Regions from separate parts of the Sus scrofa genome. Here region 1 is linked to region 2. A link is a contact called in public promoter capture Hi-C data. All regions are on one chromosome and are shown on one strand. Each heading gives the region's core, a stretch centred on a gene start, on an enhancer-like site or on the middle of the called end of the contact. The rest is flanking DNA. Distances are from core to core; before and after follow the strand shown. Region 1 holds the start of RHOT2 (ras homolog family member T2). Region 2 holds the start of DECR2 (peroxisomal 2,4-dienoyl-CoA reductase).

Region 1 (4,540 bases), core at 224-2,723, 200 kb after region 2:
TCACAGAGGTAAGAATCCCAATAGCCCGGTGGGCAGATGCTGCCCACCCTCTCCCAACACCACACTCTCCACAGGTGCCCGGCTGCCTGCCACCGTCCCTGGCTGCCTTCTGCCCCTGGGATGGGGCGCTGCTGGCATGTGTGGGCCTCGGCCTGCACCACGAGGTGCTCTTCTACAGCCTCCGGCAGAAGCAGGCATGTGCACCTGCCCGCAGGACCTGGTGCTGGGGAGGGGCGGGTCTCAGGGCCATGGGAACCCCTGCCACGGCCTCACGCTCGCTGCCTGCAGGTGGTGGAGAGGATCCCGTTGCCTTTCCTCGCCGTGTCCATGAGCCTGTCCCCCAGGGCCTGCCTTGTGGCTGTCGGCTTTGCTGGTGAGTGCTGAGCTCTGGCGTGGACTCTGGCCTGACCTGAGTGGGGCCACGTAGGTACACCTGGGCCCCAAGCTCCTTGTCCCTGAAGTGGCTGGGGCGAGGACCTCCCCTCCAGGGGTGTTAGAGATCGGATCTGGAGATGGGGGGGCAGGCAGGTTCCCCCATGAGGCCCCCGTTTCAGCTGGAGACAGAGCCAGGGTGGGTTGGAGGATCCTCAGATCCTGGAGCTACACAGAGTCGGGCACGGGCCCCCAGCGCCCCAGCTGCCCTGGGCTCTTCTCCCCCCCACCCTGCTGTCCGCCCACAGAACAGATGCTGAGGCTGGTGGACTGTGCCTCGGGGGCCGTGCAGGACTTTGCTGGCCACGCCGACTCAGTGCAGCTCTGCAGGTTTTCCCCATCTGCCCGGCTGCTCTTCACGGCGGCCCACACACAGATCCTGATGTGGGAAGTCGTGGGCCCCTGAGCTGCTGCAAGGATGGCCAAGTTGGGCTTGCCTTGCTGGTCAGCCGGGTGCCTGGCCTGGGCAGAGGCTTGGCTAAGAAGTTGGCTTGGCCCAGGGCCTTGTGCTGGGCCCACGTGGCTCTGTGGGCTCCGCCCCAGGCTGGCCCCGGAGCGTGTTGTGTCAGTCAAGACCTTGAACACACATCTGTGAAGCGCTCGTGGCCTCGTTTCCTTCTGGATTTTGTTTCCACCTTGTACAGTTCAAATAAATGTGGGCGTTGCATTAAAGCAAGGTCTGCTGGCTTCTCCAGACTCCTGTTTCCGGGCTCGGCTGTCCCTTCCGACCTGAGATCAGCTGTTGACCTACCCTTAGGCCTCCTGCTCCCTGCCCCGACCCTGCAGGGGAGGCCTGGAGGCCTGCCCACCTGCGAGCTCCGGGGGGGGGGGGGGGGGGGAGGGGGGCGGCGGCACCTGGGGCAGAAGCCCTGCCCCTCCGGCCGGCGGTGCGCCTGCAGTGCCCAGCACGCCCACGCGGTGGCGCCGCGGCGCAGCCAGGCGCTCTGGTCCATGCCCCCGCCCCGCTAGCTAGTGCGGCTGCGCGCGCTGGGGCCGGAAGTGCGGGCGCCTGTAGAGCGCGGGCCTGGGCAGGGGTTGCAGTCGAGGTTGCGTTCGGGGACGGGGGTCTGCGTCCGGGTTCGGCTGCCGCTCTCTGCGGTCACCATGAAGCGAGACGTGCGCATCCTGCTGCTGGGCGAGGGTGTGCGCCCGGGCCCGGGCCGGGCGGGGGCCGGAGCCGGGTCGGGGTCTTGGGGCAGCGGCTGGTCGTGGCTGGGGCGGGGCGCCGCCACTTTGGCCGTTGCGCTGACCGCGCCGCCTGCCTCTTCCGCCCCCGCGCGCAGCCCAGGTAGGAAAAACGTCATTGATCCTGTCGCTGGTGGGCGAGGAGTTCCCCGAAGAGGTAAGGCCGAGCACGCCCCGCGCCCAGGGGGAGCCCAGGCCTGGGCGCCGCCGCCGCCCTCAGCCCTTCCCGGCTGCCCTCACGGCCGCCTCTGCCCCAGGTCCCCCCTCGGGCAGAAGAGATCACCATTCCCGCGGACGTCACCCCAGAGAAGGTTCCCACCCACATCGTGGATTACTCAGGTACAGAGGCCTCGGCCCGCGGTTCTGTCCAGGAGCTGGCGCTTCTGGCAGGTCCGCAGTGGGGTTTTTTTCCCATGCAGAAGCTGAGCAGACAGCCGAGGAGCTCCAGGACGAGATTCAGAAGGTACAGGGTGTTCTGAAGCTTCGGGAAGGAGGTGCTGGGCCTTGGGGTCAGGGCTCAGGCCCGGGGGTGGTGCTTTTGGCCTGATCGGCTTCACCTTCTGAGGGATGAGATTAAGGTGCCCAGCGAGTCTGCAGCCTCGTTAATTCTGCCGTGACCTGTCAGCTCTAAGGGTTATTGGGGTGCCGGTGATGCACCCTGTTGGGAGCTGGGGAAGAGAGGGACCTTTCCTCCCTCCTGCCCACATGGCTGGCCAGGTCTCCCTGGCTTTCCCTCTCCCGGTGGACCTTGGGAGCAGCCTCCAGGTCCGTGACAGTGATCCCTTAAACGGCTGTGCCCAGCTGTCCTTCCCCACCCCTTACTCAGTCCGGTGTCTTGGGCCTCTGGGCTGCAGTGGGTATTGTGGCCAAGGCTGTGGGCCGCACAACCCTCTGCTTCCCTGTCACCAGGAGAACCTGTGCCTGGACCAAGCTGGGGGTGTAGGCGCTGCCCCGGCAGTCCTGCCTGATCCCCCAGCAGCTGCTGCTATGTCCTGAGGGTACCACTGGGCAAGGATGCAGGCCGCAGCTACCTGCAGCAGCTGTCGAGGTGCCCTTTCCCCTGTGTTGTGGTCCTGGTCATTGGCACTGCCTGTGGTGACCAGGGAGCCAAGGGCTGAGGCTGGGGTGGCGGCGCCAAGTTTCACAGTGGCCGTATTTGTCCTGAGCCCTCAGGGGACTGGACCAGAGCTGCCATCCTGGAGCCTGGCATCTGTGGCGGGAGCAGGCAGGGAAGGGTTTGCCTGAGGTGTGAGTGGCCGCTGGTGTGACTCGGCCGGGGAGCGCCAGCTGGAGGGGCGGGCTGCCGTGGTCCCTGAGCCTGATCCTGTGCAGTCTGTGAGTGGAGCAGGAAGCTTCAGATCACACCACACACCGCTCCTCTGCCCACAGGCCAGCGTGGTGTGTGTGGTATATGACGTGTCGGAGGAGACCACCGTCGAGAAGGTGAGCAAGGGAGCTCTCTGCCCAGCCCGTCCCCCTGTCACCGGCACCCAGCCGGGTCAGCCCCCGGTTCTCTGCACACACCCCACGTGGGGGCGACTTGCACCCCATCTCTTAACAAGTGTTTTGGGGATCCTCATGGTCCAGACCCCCGCAGCGTCCCCAGAGGTCTCATGATCCTGCATCTTGCAGAGAGCGTGGACGGCCGCAAGCGAACCTTTGAGGCCAGCAGGGGGGTGCTGCTGACCCCACATCCGTTGCTCATGTTTGGGAGCTGCTGGGACCAGATGAGGTCCTGCCTGCTGGTTTCTCTCACCGGCCTCATTGCCAGTGGTCGTGACTTTGGCCCTCAGTGCGCCTGGGCTGCCCACGTCTCTCTTTGAGCCAAGCATGAGTTCCCCTTGCGGGGCTGTGGGCCGGGCGGGCCCCCTCTTCTCATGGCCAGGTCTTGCCTTTCAGATCCGAACCAAATGGATCCCACTGGTGAATGGGGACACCAGGAGGGGTCCCAGGTAACAAGCAAGTTTTGGGCAAGGGGCTGGGCCTGCCGGCGCCTGACCCCTGTTGACCTCGGGCCTCTCTCCCAGGGTCCCCATCATCCTGGTGGGCAACAAGTCGGACCTGCGGCCGGGGGGCTCCATGGAGGCTGTGCTGCCCATCATGAGCCAGTTCCCTGAGATCGAGACCTGCGTGGAGGTGAGCACACGGGGTGAGGGGTGCCAGGGCCTCAGAGGCCAGGGTGCGGGGCCCTGCCTCACCTCTGAGTCTGTTCCCACGTGTCCTAGTGCTCGGCCAAGAACCTGAAAAACATCTCGGAGCTGTTCTACTACGCACAGAAGGCTGTGCTGCACCCCACCGCCCCCCTCTATGACCCTGAGGCCAAGCAGGTGGGCAGTGGGCACCGGCAGGGAGGGCGAGCGGGTAGGAGGGGCAGGCGTGTGCTGAGCCGCTGTCCCCACAGCTGAGGCCCGCTTGCGCCCAGGCCCTCACCCGCATCTTCAGGCTCTCAGACCAGGACATGGACCAGGCGCTCAGTGACCAGGAGCTCAACGCTTTCCAGGTGTGGTCCCTCTGTCTCCTGGGGCGCCCACCCGTCTCGGCTGCGGCCGCAGCCCCCACCTCGGCCGCCTTCCGGATGGACCGAGTGGCCCCCCTGGCAGCTGGCTGACGGGAGGCCACTTTCTCTCGGAGGCAGACGTGCTGCTTCGGGCACCCTCTGGCCCCGCAGGCCCTGGAGGACGTGAAGCTGGTGGTGAGCAGGAACGTGGCGGGAGGCGTGCAGGACGACCGGCTGACCCTGGACGGTGAGGCCGGCGCCCTGGCCAAGCCCCGGCCCTGGGGAGAGGCTGGGCTGTGCCGGGTGCAACCTCTCCTCTGCCCTCCCGAGCAGGCTTCCTTTTCTTGAACACGCTCTTCATCCAGCGGGGCCGCCACGAGACCACGTGGACCATCTTGAGGCGCTTTGGCTACAGCGACTCGCTCG
Region 2 (4,283 bases), core at 49-2,548:
TGACTGCAGTGACACTACACATGTCGCTCACACTTCATCCCCAGCTGTGTCCCCGATCACCTGTCACAGTGACACTGCACATCATTATACCTGCCAGGCCAGAGCCGTAGTTCACTTCTCACAACTTCATTGGCATTTGTTGCTCCTAGCTTGAGAACAGATCCAAGCTACAGCTGCAAGCCACTGCACCAACCCACTGGGTCTGCCTGCGTATTGAACCTGCATCCCAGTGTTGCAGAGACACGGCCAATCCCCTTGCCCCACAGCAAGGAAACTCCAGTATCCTGAAGTTTGTTTGTTTTTGCTTTGTTTGTGGGGGTGATGCACCCTCGACATGTGGAAGTACCCAGGCTAGGAGTCAAATCAGATCTACAGCTGCTGGCTTGTGCCACAGCCACAAGGGATCCGAACCGTGTCTGCGACCTACACCACAGCCTGTGGCAACGCCAGATCGCTGACCCACTGAGCAAGCCCAGGGATGGAACCCACATCCCCATGGATACTAGTCAGATTTGTTTTGTTCCCACTGTGCCCTGATGGGAACTCCCAACTCCAGTGTCCTGACCTTTCTTTTTTCTTTTTAGGGCACAACCCGAGGCATATGGAGGTTCCCAGGCTAGGGATCAAATCAGAGCTACAGCTGTGGGCCTGCGCCACAGCAAGGCAGGATCAGAGTCATATGGGCGACCTACACCACAGGGCAACACCAGATCCTTAACTCACTGCGCGAGGCCGGGCACCGAACCCACAATCTCATGGTTACTAGTCCAATTCGCTTCCATTTGCCACCTCAGGAACTCCCTGACCTTCACTGGCCACAAAGGGTCATGTTGGGAGCTGCCTATGGGGCTAGTCACTGCAGGGAACGGCCTTCCAGATTTCATGGCTCTAGTCCCCTTCCGTCTTTTCCTGTGTCACTTTTATGCGAGGAGGGGCGCGTCCAGGACGAAAGAGCTTTTAAACGTGGGGCGTGCTTAGATCAGGTGTCTTAAAAGCACAGCGAGGCCAAAGTCCAGGAACCAACGGTCTGTTTCTGCGTCCAGCTGGCTCCGCCCCAGGCACCGAGTCCTCCCGGTCTAATAAGAGCCCCCCCACCCGCCGCCTCACCCAGACCCCGCCCTGAGACCTGGCCGGCTGCACTGCGCCTGCTCAGGAGCCGGGACCGACTTTCAATCCCAGCAGGCTGTGCGGTCGCGGCGTGGGGGAGCGTGCCAGGCGGTATGGGGGCGGGGCTCCTGAGGAGTGGGCGGGGCCTTTAAAGGAGGCGCGCGGGGTGGGCGGGCAACGGGGCGGGGCTTCCTTGGAATCGGGCTGGGCGAGACTGATTGGACGGGCCGCTGAGGTGTGCGCCCGCAGATGTCTGCGCGTCTCCGGGGGCAGAGCGTGCCATCCAGATCCTCCCAGTCCGCGCTCTTCGCTGTCCAGGCCACAGCGATCGCCATGACCCACCTACCGCCCGACGTTGCAGAGGACGACTGTCTGCCGGAGTATCGCCACCTGTTTTGCCCGGACTTGCTTCAGTGAGGGCCGCATCAGGGGCGCCCCAGGGAGCGGGGCAGGGGTCCGCGGGCGCCTGGGGTGCGGGCGGCAGGGTACTGCGGTTTTCCTGGGACGTGTGAGGATCCCATGTCTTGCAACCAGACTATCCACATGTCTGGGTGCCCGGTAGTTAGATGCAGGTGCTAGTGTTCTGGTCTTTGGAATCTGCAGCACATTCTGTTTGTCTTGGCCGGTGGTGGGTATTTACTGGTAATCCTGAGAGTGTGCAGCGCGACCAAACCAAACGTGGGGAGAAGGAAGAATTTGTTACTTGGGGAAGTTTTGGAGTTCCTGTTCTGGCCCAGCCGTAAGCGTCCAACTATTATCCATGAGGACCCAGATTTGATCCCTGGCCTTGCCCAATGGGTTAAAGATCTGGCGTCGCAGTGAGCTGTGGTGTAGGTCACAGAGGCCGTTCGGATTCCAGGTGGCTGTGGCAGGGACAGGCAGCTACAGCTCGGATCTGACCCTAGCCTGGAAACTTCCTTGTACGTCAGGTGCGGCCCTAAAAGGACAAAAAAAAAAAAAAGAAAAAAGAAAGAAGGAGTTGGGTCAATTTTAATCTAAGTGTACATGTTACTTCATGAAGGCGCTTGGCTGGTTGACAGAGTCCAAACTTTAGGTGACTGAAGTCAGGAGAATCAGAAAAGGTTACTTTTTTTTTTTTTCTGTTATTTCTTGGGCCGCTCCCGCGGCATATGGAGATTCCCAGGCTAGGGGTCCAATCGGAGCCGCAGCCACCGGCCTACACCAGAGCCACAGCAACGAGGGATCCGAGCCGCGTCTGCAACCTACACCACAGCTCACGGCAACGCCGGATCGTTAACCCACTGAGCAAGGGCAGGGACCGAACCCGCAACCTCATGGTTCCTAGTCAGATTTGTTAACCACTGTGCCACGACGGGAACTCCAGAAAAGGTTACTTTATCAGCTTTTTGGTTCCAATTGACTGAGTGGTTGAGTGCTTCAGGCTAATCTTGATCTTTGGTGTTGCTACTTAATCTGACAACAGTTTCTGTATTCTTTTTTTCTTTAGCCGTACCCATGGAATATGGAAGTTCCCAGGCTAGGGGTTAAATCAGACCTTCAGCTGCCTGCCTATGGCACAGCCACAGCAACACTGGATCGGGAGCCTCGTCTGCCAACTACACTGAAGCTCACGGCAGTGTGGGATCCTTAACCCACTGAGTGAGGCCAGGAATCCAACCCACATTCTCTTGGCTCCTAGTTGGCTTGGTTAACAGCTGAGCCACGAAAGGAACTCCTAACGCCAATCTTTAACCCACTGAACAAAGCCAGGGAGTGAACCTGGGTCCTCATGGATACTGGTTGGATTTGTTTCCACTGTGCCAAGACGGGAACTCCCAGTTTCTGGAATTTCTTTTTTTTTTTTTTTTTTTTTTGCTTTTTAGGGCTGCACCTGCGGCATATGGAGGGGTCCAGGCTAGGGGTCTAATCAGAGTATAGCTGCTGGCCTACACCACAGCCACAACAACAAGGGATCCCAACCGAATCTGTGACCTACACCACTCCCACAGCAATGTCAGATCCTTGACCCACTGAACGAGGCCAGGGATCGAACCCACAACCTCGTTCCTAGTAAGATTCGTTTCCGCTGTGCCACCACGGGAACTCTTGGATTCTTTTTTTTTTTGTCTTTTTGCCTTTTCTAGGGCCACTCCCGTGGCATATGGAGGTTTCCAGATGAGGGGTTGAATCAGAGCTGTAGCCACCGGCCTACGCCACAGCCACAGCAACACGGGATCCGAGCAGTGTCTGTGATCTACACTGCAGCTCACGGCAACACCAGATCCTTAACCCACTGAGCAAGGCCAGGGATCGAACCTGCAACCTCATGATTCCTAGTCGGATTCGTTAACCACTGAGCCACGATGGGAACTCCAACTCTTGGATTCTTTTGGGACCTATTCAAAGACAAGCACTGTGGCCAGGCTTAGATCACCAACTGGCTTAGGCCAGAAATGGCTCCTCTTATGTCAAGAAAGCCATGCCTGGTTCACTTTCCCCCAGGGACTGCCACGTCCAGCGCTGCAGGGCAGCGGGAGATCCCGGAAGAGGGATGGCGCGGCATAATAAAACACACAAGACTCTTTTACATCTAGAGGGGGGGGGGGACCAGGAAGCCCTCTGTTCCGCAGAACACAGGTGCCTAGGCTTAGCCCACATGACTTATTGGGGAAGGTGATGTAGGTTCATGAGCAAAATCAGGGGCAGGTGGTGAGAAAGGGCCCTCTTAGTGGCTGTGCTCTTGCACGTAGGCCAAGTTTTTTTTTTTTTTTTTTTTTTTTTTTTTTTTTTTTTGTCTTTTTGCTATTTCTTGGGCCGCTCCTGCGGCATATGGAGGTTCCCCGGCTAGGGGTCGAATCGGAGCTGTAGCTGACAGCCTATGCCAGAGCCACAGCCACGCGGGATCCGAGCCGCGTCTGCGACCTACACCACAGCTCACGGCAACGCCGGAACCTTGACCCACTGAGCAAGGGCAGGGATCGAACCCTCAACCTCATGGTTCCTAGTCGGATTCGTTAACCACTGCGCCACGACGGGAACTCCCCAAGTTTGTTTACTGCATCGTTCAGCAGTTTCCATGGTCTCCAACAGGTTTTAATTGAAAACCTCTTTTGGGCTATACCTGACACCTATGGAAGTTCTCAGGCCGGGGATCAAACCTGTGTCACAGCTGTAACCAGAGCCACAGCAGTGACAATGCTGGATCCTTAATCCCT

What was found. Promoter capture Hi-C pulls out the DNA fragments that hold promoters and counts their contacts.
Region 1: a promoter capture Hi-C map of liver shows a contact between it and region 2, with 4 times the contacts expected there. The contact joins the promoter of RHOT2 here to the promoter of DECR2 in region 2. A contact is called at or near these places in 1 of 5 promoter capture datasets (liver), 1 of 47 Hi-C or Micro-C datasets (embryonic fibroblasts) and 1 of 2 datasets of contacts at active chromatin or transcription factors (alveolar macrophages).

Annotation. Positions count from the first base shown.
Region 1 is chr3:41,103,303-41,107,842 of Sscrofa11.1, reverse strand. RHOT2 (ras homolog family member T2) reads left to right here and starts at 1,473. Exons shown (of 20, transcript NM_214325.2): 1 at 1,473-1,573; 2 at 1,716-1,774; 3 at 1,875-1,956; 4 at 2,037-2,080; 5 at 3,007-3,060; 6 at 3,517-3,569; 7 at 3,645-3,753; 8 at 3,843-3,944; 9 at 4,019-4,117; 10 at 4,253-4,361; 11 at 4,448-4,540. The coding sequence starts at 1,537. WDR90 (WD repeat-containing protein 90) reads left to right here. Exons shown (of 42, transcript XM_021086904.1): 39 at 1-8; 40 at 75-194; 41 at 289-373; 42 at 681-1,108. The coding sequence ends at 838.
Region 2 is chr3:41,301,059-41,305,341 of Sscrofa11.1, reverse strand. It overlaps DECR2 (peroxisomal 2,4-dienoyl-CoA reductase), which reads left to right and starts at 1,298. Exons shown (of 8, transcript XM_005655126.3): 1 at 1,298-1,520. The coding sequence starts at 1,357.